Regions from separate parts of the Bombyx mori genome. Here region 1 is linked to region 2. Evidence: chromatin contacts called from public Hi-C data. All regions are on one chromosome and are shown on one strand. Each heading gives the region's core, a stretch centred on a gene start, on an enhancer-like site or on the middle of the called end of the contact. The rest is flanking DNA. Distances are from core to core; before and after follow the strand shown.

Evidence for each region. A called contact is a pair of places that touch in the nucleus more often than the background predicts.
Region 1: a contact with region 2 is called in a Hi-C map of midgut, with 1.7 times the contacts expected there. The contact joins the promoter of LOC101745556 here to the enhancer-like site in region 2. A contact is called at or near these places in 2 of 7 Hi-C or Micro-C datasets (midgut and whole pupa).

What each region holds. Positions count from the first base shown.
Region 1 is chr15:15,846,123-15,849,003 of ASM3026992v2, forward strand. LOC101745556 (glypican-4) reads right to left here and starts at 1,251. Exons shown (of 12, transcript XM_004923048.5): 1 at 1,174-1,251; 2 at 616-1,075. The coding sequence starts at 766. It overlaps LOC101738730 (probable pseudouridine-5'-phosphatase), which reads left to right and starts at 1,775. Exons shown (of 4, transcript XM_004923003.5): 1 at 1,775-2,243; 2 at 2,532-2,750. The coding sequence starts at 2,120.
Region 2 is chr15:15,785,466-15,788,592 of ASM3026992v2, forward strand. The region is part of intron 2 of LOC101745556 (glypican-4); the gene reads right to left. Among protein-coding and RNA genes, the nearest start is that of LOC101745556, 60 kb to the right of the region's middle. Within about 2 kb of position 1,461, at least 1 of the 8 cell types and tissues checked has open chromatin away from gene starts, as enhancers often do.

The sequences.
Region 1 (2,881 bases), core at 1-2,500, 60 kb after region 2:
TTTTTTTTTTGTCAAGATTCCAGAATATTTTATACAATGCATGGGCATCTCTATTTTTATGTCTCAGGTAAAAAAGGACAGCGTGCCATTAACGGTTCGATTGTTCTACGCTGCATTCGTTTCAAGACAATGCATCTTTTTAACAAATTTTTACTTTAGGAACTTGACTGATTAAATTTTAAAATTAAATAGTTTGGATTTTATACAAAGCGATTTAATAAACGATTTCGAACAAACAATATTTACATGTAGTTCTAATCAAAGAATCATACTTTAAATTAAAAAAAAGCTTTATTACATTATTATCAAAGTTTTACTTGCTGTTAGAAGGTAGGTACAACATCAACATACAAACAAACACGAGTCTGGCGATTTAACAAAACTACTGTTCTCGTTTTAGCGATAAAGCATTTTTCTTCAGAGAATAAATTTTCTTTTGAAGTGATTAAAATAAACCACACTGAGCTACACTTTACGCCGCTTTACCGTTAATGTGCTTTAAAATAGAATATCTGTAACATGTGTTTCGTTTGCGAAAGCATGTTAACAACAACCATATCATGTACTATCATTATCATTATCACATTCAGCTGTAGAGCGGCGCGTGATTCTCACCTGAGTTTGGCTGCGGTTGAATATCTACCATCGCGGACATCCCTTTCTTTTCAAACATATTTTTCACATTTGTACACGAAATTTCCGTATCGGCAGCATTGGCTCCCGCCAAAAAACACACAGTCAAAAGAAATAGTATAAGACTCTTCATATTGAATCCGAAAATCGATTTTTTGTTAAGCGACAGTTCGATACGACAACACTCTCTCACATCCGTTTTAGTGATTTTCAAGAATATAATTTAATTATTAGAAACACAAATTTAACCCTAAGTCCATTAATTAAATTATTAAAAACTAATATCTTGAAATTATTTTACGATACAAGAGATGCCACACGCAACCCGCGACCGTTCAACTGCGATCCATGATGGTCGCAGCCCGACTGTATTGTACTGTACGACTGAAGTCAGCCGAAAGCGAGCTTCGAAGCATTGCCAGCTTGTAGTTTTGCTATGTTACTAAAATACGAATTAAATTACAATTTCAATTCACAAGTTGAAAATTAATTAATATGAAAATTAAAAGTTGATTACAAAATATTTTTTTCTATACTTACATCATTTGTTGTTCGCATCACCTATAGTCGGATTTTTTATTAGACGAAGTCAACTGACGTTTACTGTGTTGTCAGGTTCTGATGAAATAAAAATAGTGTTGTGACAAATTGAATGATTGAAAAAACTCCTGAATTAATGAAATTGCCTCGATTGTCTAGTGAATAGTTGGTGTGCCGAATTGCCGATATCGGGTACGGGGTTTGAATTTTAGGCGTGCTTTGTACATACCAATGAGTTTTCGACGAAATATTATGTTCCTATAGTATCTACCTGTACTGAATACCGAGTGTTTTAAACATTAAGAAAAACATTGCGAGGAAGCTTGTAAGACTGTCCTATTTCCAATACATCATATAGTTGAAATTATAGATGTATAAAATATAACAATTATAGGTATGTAATGAAAATAAAAAAAACTAATTGTAGTTACATACTACTAGTAACATATATTGGAGCACTTTAATACAATTTTATTGTAAAATATAAATAATATTCTTTTATAGTTTGAAATTAATGATTAACTCTTGACACTCATTGTTCATTCATGTGATTGAACGAGAACTGAACGCATCACTATTACTTTAAATATAGTAACATTATTTCACAAAGTGACATTAGCTACTGTCAGTTGGCTTCGTCTAATTAAAAATCCGACTATAATTTATTTCCTTTCCACAGAGTAGTGTAACTGTTACAGATTCCTACTGTAAAGTGCAGAATGGATAAACTAACTTAAAGTAGGTAAAGAATAGGTTTGCATATGCAGACAAAGTTCAGTCTGAATATAATATTCCGTTTATTTTAATTAATTAATTCACACTACGAAAAGTTTTCGAAAGGATTATTGAGTCAATCTAAGAAACTAATATTTACCTAATGAGATACTGTTTGGTTTTAGTTAATTATTAATTATTTAGTTGTTGTATTTACGTAACTGGTTCAATCATGAGGTTTAATTTATTGAGAATAGTAAGAACGGTTCCTAAAGCTGTTGGCGCGCGATGCTACTCGACGAATAATTTTAAGACCGTCACCCACTGTATATTTGATATGGACGGTTTGTTATTAGGTATGTATGTATGTTTGTATAATTTTATTATTTTTTATGTTATTACATTGAAATAAACCATATCATACCAAAAAATAAAACTAGTTTAAAAGAGCATATAAACTAATAACATCTCGAATGAAGACATTGAAATAAAAAGCATTTTTAACTAACAAAATAACATTTTTTTATATTTTTTTTATATATAGTCCTAATTGTTTATATAATATAAATTTCATTTTGAATTAGATGTAGCATATAGTTGTGAAAGCAAGGTAAAATAACCATTAAAACATTTTCAATTTCCAGACACCGAGCAAGTTTACAAAAAAATGATAACGCAACTTTGTGCGCAATATGGCCACACATACACCAATGAGCTCATGATGAAGATCTTGGGTGGTACAGAGCAACGACTCTCTGAAATCCTCTGTAAAGAACTGAACTTACCAGTGACTCCTACAGAATTTAGAGATCAATTACTTGTCTTAGGGGATAAGATGCTGGCTGGTACACCCTTATTAGATGGTTTGTTCATTTCCTAATTGTATTAAAGAAATATTTAAGATATAATAATATTCTTTTGCTTTTCCATGGTTTTAAATGCATGGAAAGTTACTTGTAACTTTTAAAGAATGAAACAGTATTTTTTTATTTAT
Region 2 (3,127 bases), core at 211-2,710:
AATTGGAATTGTAAGTTTGTACACTATTATGATTGTATTTTATACTTCTTAATCACAAATTTCGCCAAGGCTACTTTATAAAAAAATATTAATAAAGACAAACAATATTTAATCTATTCTCAATTTGACCACAGACGTCAAGAACAAAAGTTTGACAATAAATAGTATACATGCGTGTGTGCGTCAAATACATAGTATGTAGTGTGTGTAATGTTTTCTTTATTGATTTAATGTATCTTTTATGCATTATTTTAAAAAAATATTAGCATTGTGCACTTCTTCTCTATATTCTCTATAAGTGTGGAAATTTTCATACTCCTTCGTCCGCGCAATTTTCGTAAAAAGGGAACAAAGTTTTTGCTTCACGTATTAATATATAGATACACGAGATACTTTGACTCGAAGTCATTCGCTTTGGTAAAATAGTCCGGATCCCTACCCGCGAGGAGGGTTTACGTTTACTCCAAAATGAGTTCCATGAAGAAAGAAAACAAGCCAACGAGCCATGTCATTCGTCTCTTTGAAAAACATTAAAGAACCCTCTTTCCTCTGAGCGCAATTAAATTCTCAATCGTGGGACGTAATCAAAAACGCTTATAACACCCTCTTTAGGAAATTTTCGGGGCGATCCTTTTTAGCGCGGGGCGTGAAGTTGGCGCGAGGCCAAGGGCCCAAAAGCTAATTTACGAACGGGCCGCGAAACGACAAGGAGATTTAGTCGTTACATCAACGACGAAAGGCTTAAATTTGCATTCATAATTACACCTTAAAATCGGTGTTCCGAAAAGCTTTTAATGTTAACGTAAATAATTATTTGATAAGACTCTGGGTTTGGGTCAGCACCGTCCCGTCTTGATGGAGGTCACGTTATACTCGGAGGTGGGGCGTTTAAGGGGCTTTACATATTTCCAAAGATCGAAGTTGACTTACTTATAAAATTTATATGAGTACCCTACTTAAGTGCATTAAGAAGATTTGAGAAGTTTTAAGTCCATTATTTAGTTCTTCTTCCTAATTTGAAAAGTTACAATACAATTTAACGAGTGCCATTCGATTCCACTCATAACCTAGTATGCGTGTTGGTCAACCAGTATGCTTAGTGCGAATTTTTTAACATTTCTTTAACGTAAAAGTTCAGTAAAAAACAGCGTCCCTAGCGGCAAACGTTCCAAGTCATACAAATTTGAGTTAACTTTTACGCTATCGACAGCGTTAAAAAACTCACACTAAGCACACAGGAAGCTGCGGATTCGAGATTGTATGTATCTTACAAACATTTATGTTTTCTAAAAATTGTCTTCATATATGCGCATTTTAAGTACCCACACAAAATGTGAAGATTGTATGAATTCAGCATTCATAGAGTTAAATGTGAAAAATAGAAACCAATACACTTAGATACTGTGTGCTAACATACTGACTGTTTAGAATCGAAGTGTCTACTTCAACGAGGCGAACAGTATAAGGATGTATGCTCACGGCTCTTATTAGCAGGGTTTTTTCCCCTACCTATACTGATAGCCTTGTGAGGCTATTTCAGCTTCTCCTTGACGTGTAGGAGAGCTCACTGGGCTCTAACCGGGAGTGTTGCTAACACTGGCCCTAGCAAGAGCAGTGCTTCGCAGAATCTACCACCGCATCGGAAACGAGACCCGCTGTGGAAGATCCGGCGAGAAACTCAGTGGGCTGTGTCTATGGGTTAATTCACTCGTCGAGCCCTTCGTCGCAAGCGACGGTGACCGGAGTTGATGGTATTAACAATCACATGACTGGCGGCTACATTTAGAAAATCCATTGTCAGCGAACGTCAGTGAGAAAACATCGAAATCAGAAGTGAAGTCAAACCATAGAGTCAAATTGTGTGATTGACATTGTTTCTTGTCACACGAAAAAACACTGACCACAATATTAAAGAACAAAATGAACACTAGCATCTGTTCTGAAATAAAAAATCGAAAAGAGAGAGAGGGCACATATTGTGTACTTATGTATTTTTTTTATTGCCTTTGTAGGCTAACGTCGCTGACGAGCATACGGCGTACCTGATGGTAAGTGGTTAACGTCGCTCATGGACGTCAGCAATGCCAGGGGCAGAGCCAAGCCGCTGCTTATTAAATGATGACAACTACATATCGACGCTTGAAAGGCAAACGTGACTAAGCGACAATAACTGCTTTATACATAAATGATAGGCAATAACCATATTCGATGCGCAAAAAATATATATTTCTAGGTCTATTAAAATCATTTCAATCCTACAGCTAGATTCGTTAAAATATAAATTTTTTCAGGTATTTCAACTTTAAATTAGTCTACTGTAAATTTCAAGCATTGTCGCTTAGTCAAGTTTGCCTTTCAAGCGTCGATATGTACTATGACGACAAAGTTCAAGGCACAATATAATATATCATATCGTATTTCGTGCACATGGTAACGGAAAAAGCACAACCTACAAAATATGCGAATAGAAACTTTTTTTTTTTTTATACAGCTAACAAATACGATCAGAATTGTGAAAGCGGCCCAACCTAGGCCCAACCATAAAATTGACTATTCGTATCTTTCGTGCAAGTCAAGAGACTGTTTACAAACTTCAACCCGAACTCGCAATGTGCTCGGCGCGGCCGTAACACTTGAGCGCCGTCGGTATTTAAGATTAACAGGAGCGGAAACGTTGATTGTACTGCCACTTGAAGCTGTGATAATGATGAGCTAAAGTGGACATAAAATAACAGCGATTTTGTTAGTATATATTGTGATATTTCAGTTTGACGTTGCCGAAATCGTTGCAATTTAACAAAAACAGTTTTCAATATACGCAAATCTTTGACACTACATACATATGCATAAGTATATCGGAAATCAGTAGAAATCAGTTTTTTTTAAGTTCCTATTAAGGCAATTGGCCTCTTTTGATCCTATTGTTGCTAGTGTCGAGTTTTTAAAAATAATAATTTAATAAATATTTACATATTTCGTATTATGTAAATTAGACGTAAGACATTACGTATTCTGCTTTATGGAAAATGATATGGAGCGGTCAAGTTGATGTTTTTAACACTATAATGAATTTGAATGAAATTAAATGAAACAAGGTGAAGGAGGTATAAAATAAAATCCCATTAAA